Regions from separate parts of the Mus musculus genome. Here regions 1, 2, 3, 4 and 5 are each linked to region 6. A link is a contact called in public Hi-C and HiChIP or PLAC-seq data. All regions are on one chromosome and are shown on one strand. The core of a region is the stretch at or near the end of the contact, and the rest is flanking DNA. Distances in the headings are between cores, read along the strand shown.

Region 1 (3,795 bases), core at 142-2,641, 190 kb after region 6:
CTCCAGTGGCTAGTTCTATGCCCATGTACATGTGGGCACCATCAACTGGACTCAGTGGCTTATTAAAAAAAATATACTGGACCCAGTGGGTTATTAAACAAATTTTTAAGGGAACAACCCAGTAGAGAAGTGAGCAGAGCTTGTGAACAGGCCAGGAACTAAGGGTGTGGACAGAAACCTAACCTCGCATGTAATAAAACAACCACCATAGAAAGGACTCCACTCCCTCAGACCATTACACTGGAAACCTTCCCAACGTGTAACTGTGATTGAAGTCATCATAAAATAGTATTGCGACTACAAGTTGTTATCCATTTTTCTAGAAGAAAAGTTGACAATATGATCGATCACTGTGTTACACTGCATTAACTAACTCAGTGACTCTGCCTTGAATGACCAGTGGGCAAATGGAAGCAGTCCTATTATTTATAGCAGAGAGAGCTGGATTCCTACTGCCTCACAGTAAAGAACTTAACTACATCTCATGTTTCTGTGAAGGTTAAAAACATGAAGGAAGTTTGGGATCTACAGATGGTCAGTTAAAAATCCTAGCATGGGGGTGGGGCTCCAGAGCCACACCCACAGCTGTGGAGCTATGGGATTCAAAGGAAGGGAGACTCGCTCCTTTTTAGAGGTGACCATTGCCCTTGTACCCGTGGATAACCCATAGCCATATGCATATGGGCAGCTCTAATGGGACTGAGTGGATGACAGAGGCACCTAAAGCAAGAAAGGAGAGCCATTATGAAGAGGGACGGAGAGGTGTGGAGGAAGGGAATAGGGGGCAGATAGAGTTTATAGTAGACAGCTATGAAAGTTTCAAATAGTAAAACAAGAAAAATAGCAGGGACGTGAAGAGCCAGGCAGGGTTCAATGGCAGAGCCTTTGCCAAGCAAGTACAAGGTCCTGGATACAAGAGGCAGAATAAAGGGAGGGGTACCCATGGCATGTTATTTAATTTTTATACAGCCTGATTTGACTGTTGTAAATCCATGCACTGCATGGGTGTCTGTGATTTCTAAAACAGAAAAGCACAGAGGTATTTGAGTCCTGTTACCTGTGTTTCTTCTCCCCTCCTCTTTTTCCTCTTTCACTTCACGTATTTTCCTAGTTTTCAACAAATACAGAACTTTGCAATCAGATGAAAGGGAGCCGTATATTAAATAAATCATATCTCAGTAATAATTACTGACAAAGCGTGTGTCCCACTAAAGATAGGCCATTTTGTTTCCACCCTTCCCTTCGCTTCTCCGGCTCCCTCGTGCTTCCAAATATTTCCTCCACGCTTTCATCTTACCCCTGGTTTTGGCATCAAAAGACACGATTACAGAGAGCACGCCAGCTTGTGTGTCAGCAGAATGAATTAAATAATCAAGAGAGTTGACCTTGGATCCTTTTCCCGGACAGCACATAAAGAGCAGGCTAGGAGAGGAAATGTATTACAGACAAGCCGAGCCTGAGGTTGGAGGGAAGGGGGCTGGATGAACGCCTGCTGTTCACCCCGACAGCACGCTTTCTCTTGCCCTGGGCTCACACAGTACCTGTTTATCTCTGTCATGGAACTGGGCCTAGAATGTGAGTGCTGTCACAAGAAAAGCCAGAGCGTGGTGTCTTCTTTTGAAATGATGGATCGACATTAAAGTGTAGGGTTCAAAGACAGAAAAGAAAGTGAGGTAGGCCAAAGAGATTCCCAGGAGCCGGCCAACAGCTTGAGTTAAGAGCTTGAGTATCCTGTAGGAGGGAGACACTGAAAGTCAAAAGCAGAAAGAACACTGAATGTGTGTGTGCACTTACTACATATATACTTTATATACTGCTATATATGTGTGTGTATACATATGTATGGGCGTTTTATATGTAAACCTGTAATGTTAATGGAAAGGCAGGGCCAGGGAACCTTTGAACTACTTGACTTTTGTTTTAGATGTGCAGTAGTGAGAAGGGGGGAGAATCTCAGGGATTTAAATGTCCTCTTCTGCTTCTCTCCGACACACAGAAGATGGTGCCTCCCACCCCAGTTTTCACTTCCAGGGTTGGTTCTGCCTGCCCGCCTACCCCTACTTGGACATTCTGATTCTCAGGAGAGGGAATGCTACTGACCCAGCTCAGGTTAGATGCCTGGCTCTGGTCCAGTCAATGATGGCACCATCACAGATCACTAGGGTCCACTAGGGTCCAGCTGTTCTGAGTCATTAATTCTGTCTCCCTCTAGACTGTATCTTCTGGAGGGCAAGGCCCTGATGCTTGCCCAGTACTGGCTGAGGCCCCTAGTGATTGACAGACAATGCAACTGCTTCAGAAAGGACGCAGTGACTCAGAGTGGAAAAAGGCATGCATGGGAAGATGCTGCTCTGAAGTCCATGTCCTAATGCAGCACTAGTGTGCCAACTTCATCAGTTACAGCAGCAGACAGCAGTGAGCCAAAGAGTTTTATGGTCTAGCCTGAGAACCAGACATTCTTTCCAAGATCAATTTTCCTAACCACCATCCCAAACAGCCAACTCCAAACAAACTTTGGAAGATTAATCCTATTGTAACTTGAGAAATACCTACAGCCCTCCTAACAAGACAGCGCATGGGAAAACTAGGTCAGAGGAAAAGGTATTTGTAGAGAGAACTTGGCTTGTATGTTACACTCTTTCCGTGATTGCTTTAGTATTCTCTCTGTGAAATCCAATTTCCTTGAATGACCTCTGTTCATAGGAAACTATTTGGTTTAATTCGTGGGGCCATGGCATATGTTTAACCATCTCCAAAGGCCAGCTCCGTCTCTGCTGAGCATGCCTGATACCCAGATGTTTCCTAACACTCAGCACTCATGAGCTCACCCCTGGCACATTCTTCGCACACAATCACCCCAAAGCTCTTCTCACATCTCCCCAGCATCCCACAGGCTCAAACTCAGAAACTCAGGGGCCAGCTTGAATCCTCACCTGGGAACCTAAAAACAAAAGGTGAAGCTTCCAATGCTGCAATTTCCCGGTTTACTAGGGTTTCCGAGACCTGAGGAGCAGCTGGAAGATATGCATTGCAAGGGATCAGAGCCAGCCAAACTAAGCAACATAAAAAGATGTGCAAACTGGCCGACCAAAAGAATCCAATTAAACTGCAGGCAAAGGGTTCCACAGCCACCCAGATCTGATGGAATCAGAGCTCGGGGCTGAAGGACCCCCAGACACATCTAGCCAGTGCAGAAGATGAAGGTGGTGACGGCTTCAGAGGTGGTAACTTGCCCCAGGTTTCCCAGCAAGAGTATGTTAGGGACAAAACAAAGCAAGAGCCCTGCCCCTGGCAGAGCACAGTCCCACACTACCAACCCCCTGTCTCCACACTCTCTACAGTTCAAGGAATAAACCTGAGTGTTGTCAAAAAGACCTCGAATCCCAACCATGGAATTAGGCAAAGGGATTTGTTAGGGGGACAGTTTCCTTTACAGTAATCAATTAAGCCCTGAATTCCATCCCCTGCATGACATAAATACTAAGTGTGGCTGTGCATGCTTGCAACCCCAGCACTTGGGGATAGAAACGCAGCCATCCTTGGCCACATAGCAAGATCAAGGACAGCCTGAGCTACAGGAAACCCTACTAGGAGAGGTGGGGTGAGACCAGAGAGCACACAGCATCCTTACCGTGTCTCCCCAAGAACTGCAAGCATCCATAGAACCCATGGTAAGGTGACTTGATGTCTACTTCTGAAAAGTTAAATGTATGAGGACTATGTGAGCGTTTAAAGATTTCCCTGAACAACTCTACAAAGATTATCTGTCAAGTGACAACTTAGACCTTGAGATCT
Region 2 (3,935 bases), core at 49-2,548, 250 kb after region 6:
CCAGAGGGCCGTGCTTGAGCTCACCAGCAAGGATGCCTTCCGAATGCATATAAGTAATCTCCTTGATTTTCTAGTATGAAAAAACAGAGAAGTCTTTAGCTCACTTTTCAGAATTCCACTTTTAAGAAAACATTGAGCCGGGCGTGGTGGTGCACGCCTTTAATCCCAGCACTCGGGAGGCAGAGGCAGGTGGATTTCTGAGTTCGAGGTCAGCCTGGTCTACAGAGTTCCAGGACAGCCAGGACTACACAGAGAAACCCTGTCTCAGAAAAAAAAAAAAAGAAAAAAGAAAAAAGAAAACACTGCACAAAGCATCTGAGATGGTTAGGTCTCCCAAGATGTAGTAGAGGCCTACTGGTCTGGGTTGAATCTGTAAGAAGATTCTTAAGGCTTCAGCCTACCAAACGCAGAGCCCGCTGCTCTGCAAACATTCATCTACTTGCCTTATTTTCATTTCAATTTCTTATCTAATGAACCTTGGTCTGTTGCACGTATCTTGAATTGCTAAGCCCAAGTTATCATGGAGACATTCTTCTGGGCCTTCACTTTTGAGTTGAGTCCTATGGCTCATTCTCAGGTAAATAAACCACAGCAAACACACACAATTCAATTTACGCAGTCTACAAACACGTGGGGAGTTAGTAGGATGCTTCCACAGGTAAGATGCACACAACCAACGCACACCACCAAGCCTGACTATCCAAGTTCAATGCTCAGGATTCAAACAGTGGAAGGAGAAAACTGACTCCTGTTTAAGTTGTTCACTGATTTCCACACATGCGCTGTGTATACCACCTCCTGCTCCTGCGCCTGCGCGCACACAAACACATACACACACCACACACTCACTCACTTGAATGGCAAGGCTCAGTGATATAGTGATTACCTGGCTCTCTGTGTTAAATCCCTAGCATTATGGGATACATAACAGTAAATGTTCCTTGTCCCTCCCTAAGTCACTAGAGTGAAATCAACTGTAAGTGAAACAACGTACCAGAGCCCCTTCAAGGCATGTAGCATAATGGTAGCCCCGCCCCATTATCAGGACCGACTTCTGGTGGTAAAGCTCCGTCGCCAGCTTCTGGATTTCATCATCCATGCTCAGCACTTCCTTAATCAAGTCTGTTAGGGCAGAGATCAGAGCAGTCTTGAAAAATGAGCAGTGCACCTCACAGATAAGCAAACAACAAAACGGCCAGTTTTCTTTTCTTCTGTGATATCAGTATGAAATTCCCTTAACACATGGAAGCAAAATCAGAAAGATCTTATTAACTCTGCAGCTACAAAGTACAGCTTCAAGATGAGAACTTCAACCACTGCCCACTCTCTTACAAATCAAGCATATAGAAACTAAGATCAAAAGCCTTCATTTGGACTTTTCAGGGGATGGTGGGCCAGAAGACACCTTCTGTAACACAGTCAGGGAGGAGTCGGATTTAAAAAGAAAGGAAGGAAGGGAAGAAGGAAAACATGGAGGGAAAGAGGGAGGGAGGGAGGGAGCCTCAAGGAGCCAGCAATGTATCTCCACTGGTAGAGTGCTCAACTAGTATGCGCAAGTAACCTTGGGCTCAGTCCTCATAACTGCATAAAATTGGGCAGAGTGGAGAACACCTGTGATCCAAGTACTCAGAAGGTAGAGGCAGGAGGATCAAGAGTTCAAAGTCCTCCTCCCTACATACCCAGTTAAAACTCACCCTGGGCTACAACACAGACAGTCTCAAAAATCAACAACAAAACCAAACACAAAACAAAAACAAAGAGAGAAAGAGAGAGGGGGAGAGGGGAGAGAAGAAGAGGGAGAGAGAGAGAGAGAATGAGAATATGAATCACTCTTCAAAACACAAAGAATCAGAAGAGCCACCAGGCAAAAAAGTAACCAAACAGAACACAGCTCCAGCCCCATGACTGGGAGAAAGGAAGCACAAGTTTCACCCTGAGGAGGGGATAAGAAAGCCCTACCTACAGGACAAACTACAGCCCTCAAAGCCTCAACCAGGCACTGGTCTGCAGACAGTGATTCCTCCAGCAGCAATGGGGTTCCAATCTGTCATTCTCTATGTCTCAGGGGGCAGTGGCCAGACACCATCTTAGAAAGAAACCTACTTCTTATAACTGAACTAACCAGGGCTGCAGAAATAGCCTATCAGCTAAGAGCACTGGATGACCTTTCAGGGGACCCAGGTTCAATTCCCAGCACCCACATGGGAGCTCTTGACTATCTATGACTCCAGTTCCAGGGAATCTAATGTTCTCTTCTCACCTCTACAGGTTCTTGCATGCGCATGATACACAGATAGACATGCAGGCAAAACACCTCTACCCATAAAATAAAGTAATTAAATGTAAAAACTGCACAACTCTGGGCCTGAGTACAGAGAACAATCATAGTCAACGCGCTGAGGGTGGGGTGGAGGTGAGTCTCTGACCTTCAAAACATACAGGCAGCCCGGCAGTGAAGTGTATGGGAAAGGCAGGAAAGGCAGACTGCTCTAGGTACCCGGGAGGCAAGCTCACAGCTGTAAATAACTCTAGAGTCGATGGGCCTTAGACAGCTCTGTTCACTGCTATGGAATCCAGACGCACTCACACAGTGGTTCTCAACCTGTGAGTGTGCCAAATGACCCTTTTACAGGGGTCACCTAGGACCCTGAAAAACACAGATACTTACATTACGATTCTTAACAGTAGCAAAATTACAATTATGATGTAGCGACAAAAATAATGTTGTAGTCACCATCATTCAAGGAACTGTATATTAAAGGGTCGCAGTGTTAGGAAGGTTGAGAACCACTGCTCTAGCAAAACAGGAAAAGCACAAAAGACTCCAGCTCTCCAAGCCATCTGAAGCCGGAAGAGTAATGCAGACGCATTTGTCACAACTCTCCATCTCTGACTGCACGACGCAGTCAGTGGTAGTCACCAACACATGGCTCTGACAGAGCCCAACATGGAGAACCACAGAACAGAGGACCCAGGAATAGACCACATGGTTGCAGCCACCATTTCTAACAAAAAATGTCAAGAAAATACACTAATGAAAAATCACCTTTGAAGAAAAATTACCTTTTCAAGAAGCACACTAGGAAAACTGAAGATTGACAAATATAATTAGATCCATTATTTCTCACCAATGTGAAATATACTAAAGACTGTCTTGGATATGAAACTCCGAAAGTACTGGAGTAAATCATATTGTGAAAATACTTCAATACGTTGCCAAAGGCAAAGACTTCTTCAGAAGGACTCCCACTAGTACAGGAAATGACCACAAGAGCTGACAAGCAGGCCTTCATAAAATTAACTTTCTGCAGCTTTGCACGGTGGAGCATGGCAGCCCATGAAGTTTACACAGGGTGTGATTTTTACTAATTAAAAAAACTTCTGCACAGCAAAAAAAAGCAATTAGCAGGGTGAAGAAACAGTCTAAAAAACAGAGTCTTTGCCAACTGCAATTGGTAAGTGTTTACAGTCTTAAAGCGCTCAGGCTGGGAATGTGGCTCAGGTGGGAGAATGCTCGATTACATGTGCAAAGCCTTGGCATACACTGGGCATGATGACACCACGCTTGTGATCTCAGCACTCACAAGGGAGAAGCAGGAAGTCCAGCTCAATGTCATCCTCAGTTATCTAGTTAAGTCTGAGGGCAGCCTAGGTCATGTGAGACCCTGTCTCACAAAAAAAAAAAAAAAAGAAAAAAAAGAAAGGGGGTACAGGGGAGAGATACAGAGACAGACCGACTGACCAACGGACAGGCAGACAGAGACCCCTATTGTTTTCTATGCATACCCGGCAGTCGCTTCAGTCCGAGCATGATCTCTTTGCGTCTCTCTTGCATGGAGATCCTGTCATCACACATCATGAGAGCAAACATCACGAGGGACACAAACTGGCTGGTGTATGCCTACAACACCACAGAAAACAGAAAAGTGAATTTT
Region 3 (4,065 bases), core at 880-3,379, 150 kb after region 6:
AATGGTGGGGAGAAAATGTCAGAATGAAGATCCCAGAAGACCTTCAAGAAGCCCTCAAGCCTTGTCCGTCTCCTCTGCCAGTTCAAAACCCCACTCCACCTGCTGTGCCTTAAGATTCTACTTGAGCTCTCCATCCCATACTCTTCGCTGTCCCAAGGACTTCTGGCGGCTGTGGTCCCCTTGCCCCTTCCCCTTAGAGAAAGAGTCTCACAGAGTTACACGGGGTGTCTTGAAACTCATGATCCTTCTGCTTTGACCCCCCACCTAGGTTATATGTCCATATAGGCATGTACCATCATACTAAGATCCTGGCTCCCAAGTTTCCTTAGCCACTGTAATAAACCACACCTTTTCTCGGTGTGGCTCCCAAACCAGCAGCATCAGTCTCACCCAGGAACTTGTTAGAAACATAAAGTGAGCGGTCCCACCCAAGAGTGGCTGTATCAGAGCCTCCAGTGTAGGGCCCAGCATCTGGGTTTGAAGAAGCCCAACAGGTCACAGACAGTGTTGCTGGAGGCCGGGCTGGGTCCCAGAGGACAGAAACTGGTCGCCTAGGTTACTGAAATGAGCAAAGAGCCTGCCTGCTTGGGGTGTTGTCAGGAACCTCAGCAAGGAAACCCACGTTACAGTTCACGTTGACCCTGATGTGACATTTTTACCACCCAGCGCTTTGATGTTAAGTGAGTTGGAGTCACCTCGCAGGACACATGGAGGAAGCCCGTGAGACTGGTGTCTCTCTCACCTGGTCACGACTCTGGTTGAGGTCATAAGCAAGCTTGCAAGGTCCTCTTACCTGGTAGAACAGCTAATGCCAGCGCTCACATGCCCATAGCTAGGTAGGAGATGGGCGGATCACAGTTAAGATTATCTCAGGTTTATGAGCCTTCTCACTGGATTTCACCCCTTGCGGGCACCAATTATCCTTTGAAGCCCCACTAAACAGCACGGAGCCTGGCACAGAGCAAAGACACCGCCAGCTCCCACTGAAGAGCTGAAGCGTGAAGCGTGGTCCAGAAACCATTCCAAGCCCCAAACCTGTTAGACCACACAATGGCACGCTCTGTCCAGGAAGAGGCCATTTGATGACATGGTTCATGAAGTGGGGGCAGAAGTGCAGAAAGGACCTGAGAAATCCCGAGAAAGAGCAGATGTTCCACCAGCAGCAGTCCAGCTCTCATGTGTTTAAAACCCACATTTCATGCTGAGCCTTTTCTACTTAAGAGGCCTGTGGGCATTAAAGGGACCTCATAAAATACTAAGTCTCACACGGCACCCTCTCTTGGTGTTGATCACAGTTCTGCACCCACACAGGAGGCACACTGCAAATGGTGAGGCTAACAGAAAGTGAGCTAGGCTCAGAGGCCCCCCCAGTTGCCACCAGGTAATAGCAATAAGAGGAGCTGTGGTAAGGGGCAGAGATTAGCATCCTTCATCGACCTCACCAGCTGTTTCCTCATGACCCAGGGACAAAAGATGACTCTGACGTTTGTTTTACTTTTTAATGTTATAAGATATATTTTGGTCATAATTCTTTCTCTTTCCTCTACCCAACTTCTCTCTCTCTCTCTCTCTCTCTCTCTCTCAATAAGAACAAACAACAAGACAAAAAAATTACCCAAACAAAACAAAAACACACCAATAATCGTGCAGTGTGTTTTGTGCTGGCTAACTACTCCTGGACCTTGGCCTGCCTTGGAGTGTGACTGACAGATCCTGAGGTACTCCATTGGAGACATTTTCTGGCTTCCCCTCTCCCGACATGTATCAGTTACAAATAGCCCCTTGTTTAGGGACTTAGCCCACTGCCCCTTCTCCATGATGGGATGTTATCTGCCTTAGACTTGTGCAGGTCCTGGTATGCTGTCACAAGTTCTGTGAGTTCATGGCTATCAGCCCTGTTGTGTCTGGCACACATATGAGTTCGCAGAGACTGTGGCTTTGACATTCTTAACTGGTTATATATGTTTTTACATACCCTCCTTAGTTTTGCCTCCTACAGAGGCCTCTAGTCTTTGTTCTTTGGCCCCTTCTAAAAGGTGTATGTAGACCTAAGTCCCCCACAGCACCCTCTCTTGGTGTCTGTCACAGTTCTGCACTAACTCAGGAGGGACACTACAAATGATAAGATTAACAAATGGTGAGCTAGGCTGAGAGGCCCCTGGGTGAGGCCGCCTGATTAGGAATACAGTCACCACAGGGAGCCAGGGAAGTTGAAAGGGGACAGAAAGGACAAATGCCACCATTCACCCTCACCTCACTCTCAGGTCCTAGTTCCCCATGATCCATGGGAAGCTAGTGGTACAGAGACAGTATGCAAAGAAGTGCAGACAGTCGGTGAGGACAGGCGGCTCCTGAAAATGGTCAGTCTGTGCTGTGTCCACCTTCCCGTCCCACTGTGAACAGGGAGAACCCCACACCTAAACAGTCAGCAGAACCCGGGACCATGTCGAGCTCTCCAGCAAAAGTGGCTGGAATCAGATACATAGTGCAATGGGTACCCACCACCTTCCTTCTTTCCCGAGAGCTGAGAAGCAGGTGGGCGCGCTTGATAAGCAGTCCAGCAGGAGCTGAGGGGAAAGGATTACAGTGGGCTCCTCCTCCTGTCCCTGCATCCATCGTACCCCATGCTATATTAGGACACTGACCGCAACAACCACACTCCCCCCCATCCTCGCTCCAGGCTCATGATGGGGGAATTTCCCCTGGTATTTAGTTTCGTTTTCCTCTGCTTGGTTTTTGCTTCCCCGATTTACAGCACCCCATGCTTCTCATTAAACAGAACTGGCCATTGCAGACAAGTTAAGTCATGCCCAAATACATGGCCACCAGCTGGATTAAAACTAGGACTGATTGCAGACTTCGGAGAAATTACCCATCCCTTTTCCCAGTAGCTTCTGCACATGTCAGGGAGTGAGAGAAATGGCAGCTAAAGGGCCAAGCCAGGACCTGGCTTGAAATATAGACAGGCTGCTCCCTGCAAATGGCAGACTGTGAGCAACGGGGTTGTGGATTAAACTACCATGGATTTCCAGCTTTCTGTCCAGAACAGTGCTATAAATGGAGCTATCTTCAAGTTTCCATCTCAGAGCTGAATCCACGAGCTAGGATAGATAGTCCCAAAGAGCCCCCAAATGGGAAAAGAGACACAGCCGTGCTCGAGGGTGCTTTGTGTGGCGATCCGCTAGGCCTCACCATTATACAGGTGAAGCCGCATAAACCTTCACCTCTCTCCGTGCACTTAAGTTATGGCCTGAAGCAGAGAGAGGTACGGTGTGGGAGCCTGGCGCTGGTAAATCTCCCATTTTATAGTCAAGCTGTGTCAACTTCATATGGAAGAAGCTATTTTTAAATGCCAGCTAACACACCCTGGCTGGGACGCTGGGGTTTGTGGTGGAATCTTCGTCATAGCTTCACAGAAGCAGCTGGCATTTTGCCTGGGGAATGAAGGAAGACCAGAGTCTAAAGTACATGTTGTATGCGGGCTGTGCCTGATGGATACCCTAATGTGACAGGGACAGTGCCCCTGCACACACACACACACACACACACACACACACACACACACACACACACGGCCTTAGGGAACAAGAGGAAAGCTTTAAGTGACAGGTTTCTGGGCTCTGAGAAGATTTGTTAGGAACTTAGCTGACCGTAAAGGGTTTTGGCTTTGGTTTTCACTTAACTGTTAAAATATATTATTGAGTGTGAGGGCAAGCACAATAGGGAGAGGGACACATGCTACAGCTTATGTGTGGAGGTCAGGACAGCTCTGTGGCCGATTCTCTCCCTCCTCCTTTTTGTCGGTTCTCGGGCTCAAACTCAAGTCACCAGTTTGCATGGCCAGCTGAGTCATTCCACTGGCCCCGGAGCTAACGTTTGTCCTTAGCCAGTTGTGACCACTCTCTTCCCTAATGCTTCCTTCAACTCCCACCTTGGAAGCTGCCTGATGCAGGCTCAGGAGGAGGCAAAGGCAGTTACCCACATTGCTTGTGCCACAAATGGAGGGCTCACCTGAGAGACAGTCAGAATTCAGGACGCTGCAGAGAAAATGGAGTAAGGTGGTCT
Region 4 (3,744 bases), core at 287-2,786, 200 kb before region 6:
CATACATTATATATGTGGGCCATTATCTATGTGGTGTAACTAAAGTCTTAGGGCAGCCATGATCATCAAGATGATAAAGATGTATCTTTACACCCACTGTAAGCCCAACTTACAGTGAGAGAAAGGATAAAGAGAGAAACCGGACATAGAGTACCAGGAAAAGAGGCAGAAAACCAGTCTGGTTCACAGAGTTCTACAAATTGGCAGCGGCCACCTCTGTCCATTGCTGATAAGGCTGAGAGGTGAGGATGGAGACCTGGTTCAGTGACAGGAAAGCTGTTGGTGTCTTGAGAAGCCACTCTATGGGGTCCTGGGGGCAAAAGCCTCAATGGGAGAAATCCAGGAAGGAAAAAGAGGAGCGATCACAGTAAGTCCAACAGTCCTTAATTTAAAAAAAAAATTCTCAGAAATAGTCTATAGCCAAAGGAGGAAGTAGTGTCAAGAGAGATTTTTTTTGATATGAAAAACATTGTAGTGCTAATATTGATTGGAAAGATCCAAGAGAAAATAGAAAGAGGAGATGGAGCTGAGCTGGGGAGAGGTGAGGTGGTCCATGCAGCAGGTAACGGGAAGGTGGGTCACCTGTCCATAGCCCGTGGGAGGTGTTGAAAAGCAGTTATCCAGGAGAACTGAGGTAGATGGCCCAGGCCCCAGGCATGTGCGGTGTGCTTGGTGATTACATGGAAGGCTTGGAGCCTGCAGAAACCTCATAGCAGCCCTGCAAAATCAGTCTGTTAAGTGCTACACTTACAGATGAGGGAATCAAAACAGAAAATAATGGTTCAAGAGCCACATCCAAAGTCAACCGGCCTGAGAATTTGAACACAGCAGTCTGGTTCGAGGACCTATCAGCTCAACCGCTAGCTCAAGGTGACCTATTTGAAGATGTAAAAGTCTGCCACAGACTGGGCTAGATAGAATGAAGGTCAAATAAGTGCTTGTGGGGTATTGGCTGTGTGTCAAGAGTCTGTCCCACCAGCTTCTGCAACGACTCCTTACCCCACAGTTGTTAAGGATCCTGTTTCTCTGAAGAAGTCGTGGAGGCCCAGGAAGAGTCTGTTAAAAGGGGAGGAAAACTGAATTTTTTTACACATGGTGGTCTGGTTGTAAACGCCACAGCATACACAAGGGGGGAGAAGCAGTGACCCTTTGTGTGGCTCTGCCTGGCTGGAATCAAAGTACCTGCTGGAAACCTTCTACCCAAGCAGGTGTGAACTATGTGGTCCTTTCACGGCAGGAATTTTTAAAGATGCTGCCCATTCTTGGGCAGAATGCTGGCTGCCTGCCTGGCCTCTTTTAGCCGCCAAAATCTGGAGTCAAGGAGGCGAACACAGGAGTCCAGGCACATGGCGAGAGCCTTGGGAGTCTCTTTCCATTTAATTAAAACCACAGTCTTATAACACAAACATGCACTAGCTTTACAAAGATTTCTAAATAACATCTTCTGAAGACAGTGTGCTCATAACGCTACAACACTGAACAGCCAGCCACTTCCTCAAAACGCAAGGAAGCAGACAGTTAAGAAAAAAAAAAGCAGTTGTTTATCACAACTTCACTTCAGTAAGGCCTGAGATTCTGCCCAGCAGGGCTCTGCTTCCCAAGAGGCAGTGTCAACTGGGACATTTCTGGTAAATCTGAACGCAAAGCAGGGTGCCAGCCCCTGGGGGACTGTGGGTGGGACTTGGGGAGTTTGGGTGCCATCCCCGAGTGACAGATGGATGGACGGTTCATGAGAGAGAAAGGAGGAGACACGTGGGCAGATCGGTCTGGAGCGTAAGAGTGCCTGCAAAGCAAGCAACAGGCAGAGAAGGCAGAGGAACCGAAGTGAAGATCAGAGAAACAAGAAGGGCACAGCCTGTGACACACTGTGAGCCACTTGACCAGCTACTCACCCACCTCGGAAGCAAAATGTCTCTCAAGCTGCCAAGGAACTGGGATTTCAATTTGAAAGCGGAGGCTTCAAAAATAGGTAAGGTCGGGGTCCAGGTATTTCCTCGGGGTTCTTATGCGTGAGCACCCACTATTTGCATTCTGAGTTGTGGGAGCTCAGTCGGCCAAAGCACACCACACAACAACACTGAGCTTGGCAGAAATGTGCATTCGGGTGGACGAGTCCTGAGAAGTTCTAGTGTGCTGGGGTTGGGGGGGTTCTCTTCTCTCTGGGGGTGGACTATGTGGGTCAAGGGAACTTGGATGGTTTCGGCTGTGCATTGGACACAAAACTGAGATTTTGTTTCTGTCATTGGAAAGTCGGTTCTTTCTGGCATGGCACGTCGTCTAACTGTTGAATGGCTTTCAGTAAGAGGACAGAGACTCGAGTATTTTGAAGTGATTCATCTGTGGATGAATTCAAGGGAGTGTCACATTTTTTGTGAACCCAGAGGCCAATGAGGGACTACCTATAGTTAAAAGTAGACAAGGAGAACAGGGTGAGAGAATAGAGGCTTTTGAAGTATAATAACACTATTCTAAGGAACAGAACGTGGGAGAACGCAGGAGAGTTGGGAAAGATAGACTTTAGTTAGTTATGAAGGATAATTCGAGGTGTTCATATCATTTTCCTCTAACAATGGTGATATATATTCGTCAAATCTATTGTTTGCTATTATATAGATGTCTTGTTTTCTTGCCACCCCCTGCACCATGAATTCTCGCTCTGTAGCTCTAGTTGGCCTGAAACTTGCTATGGAAACTTAGATTCACAGAGTTACTTTAGTGCTCAGATTATCGGCATGGCCTGAATACCTGATATTTCTTCTGTTATTAAACTTTAGTTTTAAATTGATCATAGTCAGATGAAGCACACACACACACACACACACACACACACACACACACACACACACACATACACAGAGACACACACACACACGACTATCTACTCAGTGAGATAAATTTCTTGATTTTAGGCTTTACAGTGTTGAGGTATTTGCAAACAGCATGGAAGGATTTTGCTTAGAAGAAAGTTTTGGCCAGATGGTTCATGGTGGTTGGTGTGTTAAAATAAGTAGTTCACTAAAAGCTCACAGATAGGAAGCAGGTCAGAAAAGGGCTTTGAAATGAAACTGAAAGTAACCAGAGAAGCCATTTATTTTGGTGATCAGGAGCCCACATTTCCAAACAGAGCTGGAACTGTGTGCCAAAGCCAGCTCCAAGATGTGACACAGGGAAGAAAGAGCCTTCTCTCCTGCCCATACAAACATACTCTCACTAAGTCACTCAGATTAATTTTAAGGTAGAATATCTGTCCCTCTGCTCCTTGGTAAGTGTCCCACCTCCCCACTGTGAAGGCATTCCGCTCTCTCACCTTCCATATTTCAGCTAAAGATGGGACACTTGGGAAAATAAATGTTAGATTTTTTTCAGCAGTATAGAAAATCACCTCATTGGATTCTCAGGCCTAGGATTAGACTGAGTGTAGTTCCATAATCTCTTCGAGCAGTTCTTACAGGTGTCCCCCTGGGTCGCTTACTGTAGAACACCCTTTACTCCTGGAAACACAGAGTCTCAGAGTCCACCCCAACTGTGAAGTCAGGCTCTCAAGAGGGTCCCGCCATCCTGCCTTTTAATGAGCATCTCTATCTGATGAGCTGTCAGTTCCCTGAGCTAAGCGCAGCAGGGCTCCGTCACTGTGCAAGTGGCGCAGCTCCTAGCGCCTGGACCCACTGGGCAAACAATGTTTGAAGTCTGATCACCAGAATTCAATATTATTTAATATCACTTAATAATGTATAATAACAAGTA
Region 5 (4,231 bases), core at 1,616-4,115, 170 kb after region 6:
CAGGTTGTTTCTCCTAGCCTGTCTATGCTCTTCTCGCCTCTGCCACTGTCTGATGTGTGAGCCCAGCTTCTCTTGCTTCAGGCTGATTGGTAGGTGGAAGATCCTTACCAGCTAGTTGAACTCGGGGCCTACCACAGTTCATGCTGCCTGCCTTCCTGTCTTCCTGTGCTCTGTGGAGCTCTGAGAACAGAGTTCCTGGGCATGGGTGGGCTTTGCCCAGTGTTGCTGGTGGCCACATCCATGGCCTCTGGGACCTAGAGTTACTGCTTGCTTCTAACTCCTGCCCTACAGACAGACCCATGCTGCCACCCTATGGGCCCCCTCCCACATGGGCCCACAGCTGTCACTCTAATCTACCTTGACCCTGCCCCGTCAGACAGAAGAAATCTATGTCCACCCTTTTAGGGGATTCATTTCCAAGTTCTCTGAGACATTGGATAGGGGCTGTCCCTCTAGTTGAGGTGAGACCCATGGAGATCTTATCAGTACCCCTGAATGAAGGATCACTGTAGCCGCACAGCCGGGCATCGATGTCTCTGCAGACCCCCCCCCCCCACCCATGCACTCTGACAGCCTCTCTAGGGAGGGCAAGCATCATGGGGCCAGTTGCCAGCTGCTTGGTTCGGCATCCCTTTAGTGCCTCTTACATCCTGGAGCCTAGACAAAATGTCCACTTCAACATTCATGACACCCATCTCAGATTTTAGTTATTCACATTTAAATATAAGCTTCGTGGGGGCTCATCTGTAACCTATTCATCCCACATTCCACCAGCATGTAGTAGGTGCTCCCTGCATAGACACTGGAATTGTGAATTAACAGTAACTAGGGCAACCTCCATGTCTTCAAGGATTAGACATAGGAACCGAAACGAATCCCACCCCTGCCTCCAAGAGCTGAGAACCAAGTCCTTGCTAGGCAAGCACTCTATCACTGAGCTCAGTTCTCAGCCTCCAAAATGATTCTTATTCAACATTTGCTGCACCTCTGGTAGAGTGCTGGCCACAGTAAGTCCTTTAAAAAATGATTGTGAATAAAATAATGAGTCTAGGCAAGGGGCTGCAGTGTGCACACAGCCAGGATGGCCTTCTGATCCCCATCCCCATCTCCAGTGTTGGGGTTACAGGCACGCGCCACTACATCTATTTTATGAGGTGCTGGAGCTTGGACCTCAGGCTTTGTGCATGCTAAGCAAGCACTCTCCACTGAGCCACATCTCCAGCCCAAGTGTAGGCAGAATCCCTGACACCATAGCATCTCTCCTGTCCTTCCTCCAAACCTTCACTTGGCCACATTGTTTAAAAGTGCCAATCATGGCTCCTCTCTGCTACATGAGTGTTCCTTGACAATGCAGATCTCTCCACCCAGGACAAGGCAGCCATCAGCCACCGCCCTGGGCACAAGAAAGGGCCAAGAAGGCTGGCATCAACAGCCTGCAAGGTCTGAGAAGGGAGACAGTGGGCAAGGGAGGGGGCACTCTGAGAGATTGGCAAGAAACATAAAGAGAAAGGTGAGGCCAACATGTTGAAAGAGCTTCCTGTTAACACTTCATTCTCGCACACGACTGTTAGGAATCAGTTGATTTTTAGAACTGGAAAGAATCAATAAATAGATCCTGGGTTTTCAAACAGATCTGAGTCAAAGAGAAAGATGCTCACTTAAATGAATCTTTACCAAGCTGCCAGTAAGAAAAACAGATAAATGATGTTCAACTGGTTCTAAGTGAATAAGAACACACACACATACAGATAATTACATGCATACAAGCACATGAATATACATTTTTTCTATGCAAATATATACCAACGCATATACATACATAGTATATACATACAAACACGCACATATTCATATATACACATGAAAACACATAGGCCAACAAATATAGACAGTCAGTTTTCCCACAGGGTTCCTGGATGTTCATTAAATAGTGTGTCCAGACACTGCGAGGATAGACCCTGAGCAGCTTCAACCATCACCATGATCAAGAGATGTCCAGAGCTCGGAGAAAATGAGCAAGCAGTAGATGGAAGTCTCCTTTGATCAGAGTTGACTATTCCCTCCACTTCCCAAAGGCCATCTATTCTATCCCACACATTTGAGGAATCAGAGAAAGAGCCCTTTCATAGGACCAATAAGTACTATGGATTTAAGGCCATGAACAACCATTTCCCCAGTGCTCAGCCAGCACATGCGCACATCAGCCAGCACTGCAGTTGCTTGAAGTCCTCAGAGCCATGCAAACTGCAGCTAACTGTACAACCCCGCCATTGTTCTTCCTTTCAGGGAGAAGTGATTTGCTGAGGCACAGATAAAACTACATCTGTCGGCCAGTCTGGGAATCCAGTAAGATTTGAAGGGAAAAAAGAAAAGAAAAAAAAAAAAAAGAGGTTTGGCACAGTTTGCTCTCTGCAAACTTTTGCACGGAGGTGACCACTGCTTCCTGTCTTTGGGACTTAGAAGCCATCTGTTTAATAATGTGTCTAGGCTTTTGCCAAGGACTTCAGTCAGCAGTTCCCACCAAAACTGCTTGAGGTTTCAGGACCTCCTGCCCTGGCTGCTGGGTAGTGTCCAGGTCACAGATATGGCCTCTCCATCTCTGTCCCTCTAGGTTTTATCAGAGGGATGGGCCACTGTCCCGTAGACAGTTCCAGTCCGTGTAATTATTGCTGCATTGGCAACCGTTGGAGCTCCGGGAGACTCGAGAGCAGACTTGGAAATCAAGCCAGTCTCCTCCCTTCAAGCCATTACCTAATTACCTCTCTGATCCTGAGAGATGAGCTCATGGCAGAGAGCTAAGGATTCGACATGGTTCTGTGCGTGGTGTCTGGTGCATATTTGCATGGCTGTTACTGTAAGGAAGTGACCTCATGCATCCACTCCTGTGGGGTGGGGGAAGGCAGAGCAGTCATGGGCAGAGTCCCACGTGGGAGGGGGACATTTACGGGTACACAGTTGGGTTACTTTTCTAGATCCTGGGATACATGCAGAAAAGACTCTCCCTTAGACAGCCTGGATTCATATAAAAGAAATGCTGAGAGGTCGTCTGTCTCCAGGGCTCTGAATCTGCAGACCCAGGTCAGATACAGGTCTCAGAGGCCAGCCACTGCTGGCTCCTGGAGGAACACGACTTGCTAAATGCACACAGGGTGTCTCATGGGCAGAGGCTTCCCAGCAACTACTGGCCCTAAGGGAACTCACCGGGGTAGTTGAATATTCCCTGAGATAGCGTCAGAATGGAGGCTGCTCCACAGAACATTATAAACCCACCATGGTAAAGACAGCCCTGTGTGAAAGGTGAAGAAACGCCACCCCAGGCCCTTCAGCTACGGTGGGCTTTAGAAAGAGACTGGGCCGATTTCTAGAGCCAGTTTGGTTCTTTTGTTTTGTTCTTGAGTGAGGGGTTGCCTGGGAATTCTTTTATTTTTTCATTTTCAAAACGATGGAGGTTGGGGATTCTTTCATAGTCTCGTGTTAAAGATGTGTCAGAAGGGAGATGCCACTGGCTGTCCTCTGAAAACAACCAATCCAGTGTGCCATGGCTTCAGACCGTCAGAGAGAACTCTGGAGAACTTAGCTCTCCTGCGTAGGCAGTGACCTGGGTGGGTTTGGCGGGTTGCTTTTTCCTTATGTATCTACCTCTGGCTGGATGATCTGGGTCTGACCCAGAAAGAGTGCCACTCCCTGCTCTAACCTTGACCAACTTCAAGCAGGAGTCTGAAGTCATACTGAGAATAAAGCCCCAACAGCCAGGAAGCCAGCTCCAGAGGTGAAAGGCATCCGCAGCATCTGGCCTCGTAACTCATGTGTTACCCCTCAAGGCAGGGGCAGTGTAATAAATTGTGCCAAAGACTGGAGGGCCGCAGGCCAGTTATAACAAGCCAGGAGCCTTAATAGCCACTCTGTTTTGACACCAGAAAGCCTTTCTCAGGTCTGCTCATGCTGTGGTTCAGAGACTGTATGCATAAACACAAACACACTCCTATTGCATGTGCTCAACTCATAGGAAGCCCCAACAGCACAGCCGCCTGGCTGGCCATGGCAGGCGCCTCTCCCCAGCAGCCTTTGATGGCAGGAACTTGATCCTTACCAGGTCCTGACAATCCTGTCATTGATTCTCTGTCCATTCAGAACGTAAATGATGTTGGACCAGGAGCCCTTGTCATGACTAGAAGGACGTCTTCGGCTCTCTGTAGCCTCCTAGGAGGAAAGCTAGTCCACGGAACCTAGC
Region 6 (3,756 bases), core at 1,206-3,705:
TGTTTCTGATAAATATTCTCCTGACCCTTCTGCACAAAGTGTGTGGTCCAGGGACTAGTGAGAACCTATAAATAGTGGGCTTAGGTGACATGAATGTGACATGAATGTGTTAGAATTGTCTACATTGTTGGCAACTATCTATAAGAGAAACAATCTAAATTTTATTCTGTCTGTACTGTCTGGAGTCCTTCTTAGAGCCTTTGTCAATAATCCAAGTAGCATGTTGGTACCCAGTGAGATTCTGGGAAGATTACATAGCAACATGAGAGAGTGATGAAGCACCTAGCAGGTGTCTGACAACTTGGCTGAAGCATCATGGGAGGAAGGAGTCCACAGGGAGTGGGTCAGTGAGAAGCTGCCACTGCAGTCTGAAGGCAATTTCTCTAATCTCTTGAAAAACAAAGACTGGAGATTTCTAGAATCCTTAAGTAGTTTTCCTATGTCAGACAAAACGTCCGAATAGTCAAAAACTGTCTCCTTGTTCTTTTGTGACCTGGCACAGCACAGGATTGAATCACTTCCTCCTCTCACTGTAAAACTGACAATTTGTTAATGTCAAATGGTAAATGGAGGTTTCCCAGGGCTTATTCTCCTGATGCCCACAATACGTGGACTGTTGAGACCCTTTCACACCCTAGCTTTTACTTGTGTAGCTGGGGGAGGAGGATCGAGAAGAAGAGGATGAGGAGGAAGAGAAGGAGAAGGAAGAGGAGGAAGAAGAAAAGGAGGAGGAGAAGGAGGAAGAGGCAGAGGAGAAGAAGGGAAGGAAGAAGAGAATGGAGCAGCAGCAGCAAGCTGGAGATGATCCTCTTGGATCAAAAGGCCTCTGCATAATCTTGACAGAGAGGCATGGTAGCTAGTACACTCCAATACCCGAATGACTCCAGCTACTTCTCTGCCCTCTCTAGGGCCACATTTATCCTAAGGTGTGTGTGGGGGGAGGGGGGCACACTCTTCTACAATCCTCACTTCTCTGTAAACATTTTGAATGAAATTGCCCATTCTGGAACCTAAGCCTCTACCTGTTCTATGCAATGGTGGGTTTTGGCCTTAGGGAGCTCTATCAGCGACCTTTTGCTCTCTCCCAGGCAGACCTTCTAGACCACCCCCAATCCCACCCCATAATATTCTCAAGGCATTTCTCTGCCACCCAAACTCTTAAAGAGCTCAGAGGACACCCAGGACATGAGAATGAGATGTTCTGAACTGCTAGCTTCTCCTGTCCCTTGCTTCCCTGTAGGGACATGTAAACCCTATCCTCCAGGCTCAGATCACTTCCTTTATTACACTGTCCCCAAGTTCCTCCTTGTCCTGGACCAGTGCCCCTCACCCCCTAGTTTTCCAGCCTTCATTGGTCCAGCTGGCTTCTGTAGAGATCCCCTCCTCTTTCTTATCACAGAGCTTAGTGGGGCCAAGATGGGTTTTCCTTGTTTGAGGCAGTAAAAAAATTATAGAAAAAGCAACTGTAGTCAGTTTGAGTATTTTTACTTCTCCTAATTATTTTTTTTTTCCTGCAAACAGCAACTTCAAAAATGTGGGTGCTAGTAGGTGTTACCTGAAGACAATTTTATGAACAAGCATGCCTGGAAAACTGTTAAATCAACTTTCTTCCTACAGAAATTCTCCAGTGTTTAAATTAATAACAGGCATGTATTAGTTACCTGTGATTGAGTAACAAACCACCCCCAAGCCAGCAGCTCAGAGCACAGGCAAACACTGCTGCCTGCTTTCCAAGGTTGGGAGTCAGAGGAGGGCCAGGTCAGGTGCCTGCTTGGGTGTCAGAGGCTGCAGTCACCTGAAGGCTTAGCAGGCACTGGAGAATTAGCAGTGAACAGTTAATCCTCAAACAAGTCACCAGGGTTGGTGTTACCACAAGACTCCCTAAAACGTGGAGATGCGGACAATCTAGATGCCTTGGCTGTTCCAAACCTCAACAACTACATTCGGTGGCATTGTCTGTGCAGATTTTAACCAGAGCCCTTTGTGATCTGCAGTAAAACTATGTAAGATCAAGCCTTGTGCTTCATTTGCACAAAGGCTCCTGTTTGCAAAGTCCTGGCCTGGAGTTGGAGTCACCCTGCTCGAAGGAAATGAGTTTTCATCAAATGTTTACAGGGACTGTATCCGCAGATACAGAAGAGCAAAACAGAAAGAAGGCATGGGGGTTGGGGGATGGTTAGAGAGGATGAAGACCTGGCCGTGGAAAAGTTAAGAAAGGAGACGAAAAGGAAGGATTAATTAAAGGCGTGCACCTCACCTGAAAACTCTTAAGATTTATCCCCTGCCAAAAGTCCCCACCCAATTCCGCCCCAGCCAAGGTCTAGGGGACCCCAACATTTTCGCCGCCCTTGGCCACAAGATGGCACTCTTTAGACTTTTTCCAAAAAAAAAAAAAAAAAAAAAAAAAAAAAAAAGAAGGGAGGGAGGGAGCAAAGACACCGCACTGCCCCAACCAAGAACAATTTGAAAACCCACCCCATCATACTTAAAATCTAGGACAAAGAGCCATCGGGACGGAACTGCTTCGACTGCAAAGCTTCAAGCGCAGCCTGGGAGCGGCCTGGTGGCCCTATCCCGGCAGCTCCACACAGCAGAACGCCCTGGGTCCCTGAAACTCGAAACCCGGGCTCAGAACCAGCGGAAACCAAAGCGAAATCCTTGAACTTCTCTGAACAATTGCTTCCGGGCGTTTGCTGAGAGCCGGGGGACCTGACCGGAGCCCAGGCCGCGTATGGCGCGCCCCTGATGTCACACGGACGCCAGCGAGGCCAGCGCTCCGGCTGCAGCATGGACCGCGCGGGGCGCCTGGGTGCGGGCCTGCGGGGACTCTGCGTGGCTGCACTCGTGCTCGTGTGCGCCGGACACGGGGGCCGCCGCGAGGATGGGGGACCAGCTTGCTACGGAGGATTCGACCTCTACTTCATCCTGGACAAGTAAGTGCCTGGAGGATGCTGCTCTGGGGCGGGCGGTCCCTAGGGCGCACCACAGCTGGCCGCCGGTCCTCAACTGCGGGGCGTCTGAAATGCTTAGCCTGCTTTCTTTGCTGTCTCTGGCCCGGAGCTTGCGAGTCCAGGGAGGATGCAGTTGGCTCTATTTGTCTTATTGCTTTCCAATCTTGGGAGAAGGAATTGCAACCAGAAGTAGAATTTGCAGACACTTCCAAAGTTGGAGACGTGGGTATTCTTCAAAATTAGCCACCTCTTTTTACAAAATGTAAAAATGCAGTCTTTGTTCTCCATGGCATGATGCCTGTTGACCCGGGGCACTTGTGGAAGTCCAAGGCACGGATTCTCCACCTCTGGGGTTCCAACTAGTTTTTGTGCAGACTTCACCATCCGCTTAAGGGCTCTAAGCACCATTTCTGCCCCCTACCCTATAGACAGAAGCCAGCCACAAGGCCACTCTTCCGCCTGATTGGTGTTAACTAAAAATGCTTTCAAATGCTGGCAAATGTCTCCAGCACCCCTTGCCTTCAGAACTGAGGTGTAGATCAATTTGGGCTGATGGTTTTTGACTGATGGGCTGCCAGGGAAACCAGCAAGATTACTCCTTACTAAAAGGAACTTTGCTTAAGGAAGAACTGAGTTAAGTCCAGTTCGACACTTTCCAGATCCCCACAGGGTTTGCCAAAGCCACAGTTACTCAAGTAAGCTTCATGCGCTCTGCTGAAAAGCGGCTACAACAATAAAAAGTGCCTCAAGATCCGGGCTCCTTAGATCTGTGCCAGTGCCAGGAGAGGCGCTTGCAGCTACAGTG

The links. Hi-C and Micro-C count contacts between places; a contact is called where the count stands out from the background. HiChIP or PLAC-seq counts read pairs in DNA pulled down with a chosen protein or histone mark.
Region 1: a Hi-C map of uterus shows a contact between it and region 6, with 3 times the contacts expected there. The contact joins the enhancer-like site here to the promoter of Antxr1 in region 6. A contact is called at or near these places in 9 of 39 promoter capture datasets (the HPC-7 cell line, cranial neural crest, embryonic stem cells and 5 more), 6 of 484 Hi-C or Micro-C datasets (the N1E-115 cell line, bone marrow-derived macrophages, cortical neurons and 3 more), 12 of 115 datasets of contacts at active chromatin or transcription factors (DN3 thymocytes, T-cell acute lymphoblastic leukemia, bone marrow-derived macrophages and 9 more) and 4 of 9 other capture datasets (adipose tissue, liver, macrophages and 1 more).
Region 2: an H3K4me3 HiChIP or PLAC-seq map of bone marrow-derived macrophages shows a contact between it and region 6, with 4 times the contacts expected there. The contact joins the enhancer-like site here to the promoter of Antxr1 in region 6. A contact is called at or near these places in 31 of 39 promoter capture datasets (the 3T3-L1 cell line, 3T3-L1-derived adipocytes, the C10 cell line and 18 more), 1 of 15 datasets of contacts at CTCF or cohesin (CD8 T cells), 89 of 484 Hi-C or Micro-C datasets (the 3T3-L1 cell line, 3T3-L1-derived adipocytes, the AML12 cell line and 68 more), 18 of 115 datasets of contacts at active chromatin or transcription factors (CD8 T cells, PVALB interneurons, bone marrow-derived dendritic cells and 14 more) and 5 of 9 other capture datasets (adipose tissue, embryonic stem cells, liver and 2 more).
Region 3: a Hi-C map of cerebral cortex shows a contact between it and region 6, with 4 times the contacts expected there. The contact joins the enhancer-like site here to the promoter of Antxr1 in region 6. A contact is called at or near these places in 8 of 39 promoter capture datasets (the 3T3-L1 cell line, 3T3-L1-derived adipocytes, the HPC-7 cell line and 6 more), 15 of 484 Hi-C or Micro-C datasets (the C2C12 cell line, the MC3T3-E1 cell line, MC3T3-E1-derived osteoblasts and 9 more), 5 of 115 datasets of contacts at active chromatin or transcription factors (craniofacial prominence, embryonic limb bud, fibro-adipogenic progenitors and 2 more) and 2 of 9 other capture datasets (adipose tissue and macrophages).
Region 4: a Hi-C map of cortical neurons shows a contact between it and region 6, with 1.7 times the contacts expected there. The contact joins the promoter of Arhgap25 here to the promoter of Antxr1 in region 6. A contact is called at or near these places in 8 of 39 promoter capture datasets (the 3T3-L1 cell line, cranial neural crest, embryonic stem cells and 3 more), 9 of 484 Hi-C or Micro-C datasets (the HPC-7 cell line, the N1E-115 cell line, adipose-derived mesenchymal stem cells and 4 more) and 2 of 9 other capture datasets (embryonic stem cells and pancreatic islet).
Region 5: a Hi-C map of the N1E-115 cell line shows a contact between it and region 6, with 2.7 times the contacts expected there. The contact joins the enhancer-like site here to the promoter of Antxr1 in region 6. A contact is called at or near these places in 13 of 39 promoter capture datasets (the 3T3-L1 cell line, 3T3-L1-derived adipocytes, the HPC-7 cell line and 10 more), 4 of 484 Hi-C or Micro-C datasets (the N1E-115 cell line, bone marrow-derived macrophages, muscle stem cells and 1 more), 10 of 115 datasets of contacts at active chromatin or transcription factors (DN3 thymocytes, T-cell acute lymphoblastic leukemia, bone marrow-derived macrophages and 7 more) and 4 of 9 other capture datasets (adipose tissue, liver, macrophages and 1 more).

What each region holds. Positions count from the first base shown.
Region 1 is chr6:87,141,432-87,145,226 of GRCm38.p6, reverse strand. All of the region lies in intron 17 of Antxr1 (anthrax toxin receptor 1), which reads left to right. Among named protein-coding and RNA genes, the nearest start is that of D6Ertd527e, 39 kb to the right of the region's middle. Within about 2 kb of position 1,391, at least 18 of the 459 cell types and tissues checked have an H3K27ac peak or open chromatin away from gene starts, as enhancers often do. A contact at or near this core is called in muscle stem cells and uterus, where this site is marked.
Region 2 is chr6:87,082,439-87,086,373 of GRCm38.p6, reverse strand. It overlaps Gfpt1 (glutamine fructose-6-phosphate transaminase 1), which reads right to left. Exons shown (of 19, transcript NM_013528.3): 15 at 3,787-3,901; 16 at 995-1,122; 17 at 1-70. Among named protein-coding and RNA genes, the nearest start is that of D6Ertd527e, 20 kb to the left of the region's middle. Within about 2 kb of position 1,298, at least 13 of the 459 cell types and tissues checked have an H3K27ac peak or open chromatin away from gene starts, as enhancers often do. A contact at or near this core is called in the G1E-ER4 cell line, bone marrow-derived macrophages and granulocyte-monocyte progenitors, where this site is marked.
Region 3 is chr6:87,182,700-87,186,764 of GRCm38.p6, reverse strand. The region is part of intron 16 of Antxr1 (anthrax toxin receptor 1); the gene reads left to right. Among named protein-coding and RNA genes, the nearest start is that of Gm38851, 38 kb to the left of the region's middle. Within about 2 kb of position 2,129, at least 106 of the 459 cell types and tissues checked have an H3K27ac peak or open chromatin away from gene starts, as enhancers often do. A contact at or near this core is called in the C2C12 cell line, cancer-associated fibroblasts, cerebral cortex and 5 more, where this site is marked.
Region 4 is chr6:87,531,051-87,534,794 of GRCm38.p6, reverse strand. Arhgap25 (Rho GTPase activating protein 25) reads left to right here and starts at 1,536. Exons shown (of 11, transcript NM_001037727.2): 1 at 1,536-1,969. The coding sequence starts at 1,909.
Region 5 is chr6:87,160,090-87,164,320 of GRCm38.p6, reverse strand. The region is part of intron 17 of Antxr1 (anthrax toxin receptor 1); the gene reads left to right. Among named protein-coding and RNA genes, the nearest start is that of D6Ertd527e, 57 kb to the right of the region's middle. Within about 2 kb of position 2,865, at least 51 of the 459 cell types and tissues checked have an H3K27ac peak or open chromatin away from gene starts, as enhancers often do. A contact at or near this core is called in the N1E-115 cell line, embryonic limb bud and muscle stem cells, where this site is marked.
Region 6 is chr6:87,334,474-87,338,229 of GRCm38.p6, reverse strand. Antxr1 (anthrax toxin receptor 1) reads left to right here and starts at 2,455. Exons shown (of 18, transcript NM_054041.2): 1 at 2,455-2,933. The coding sequence starts at 2,788.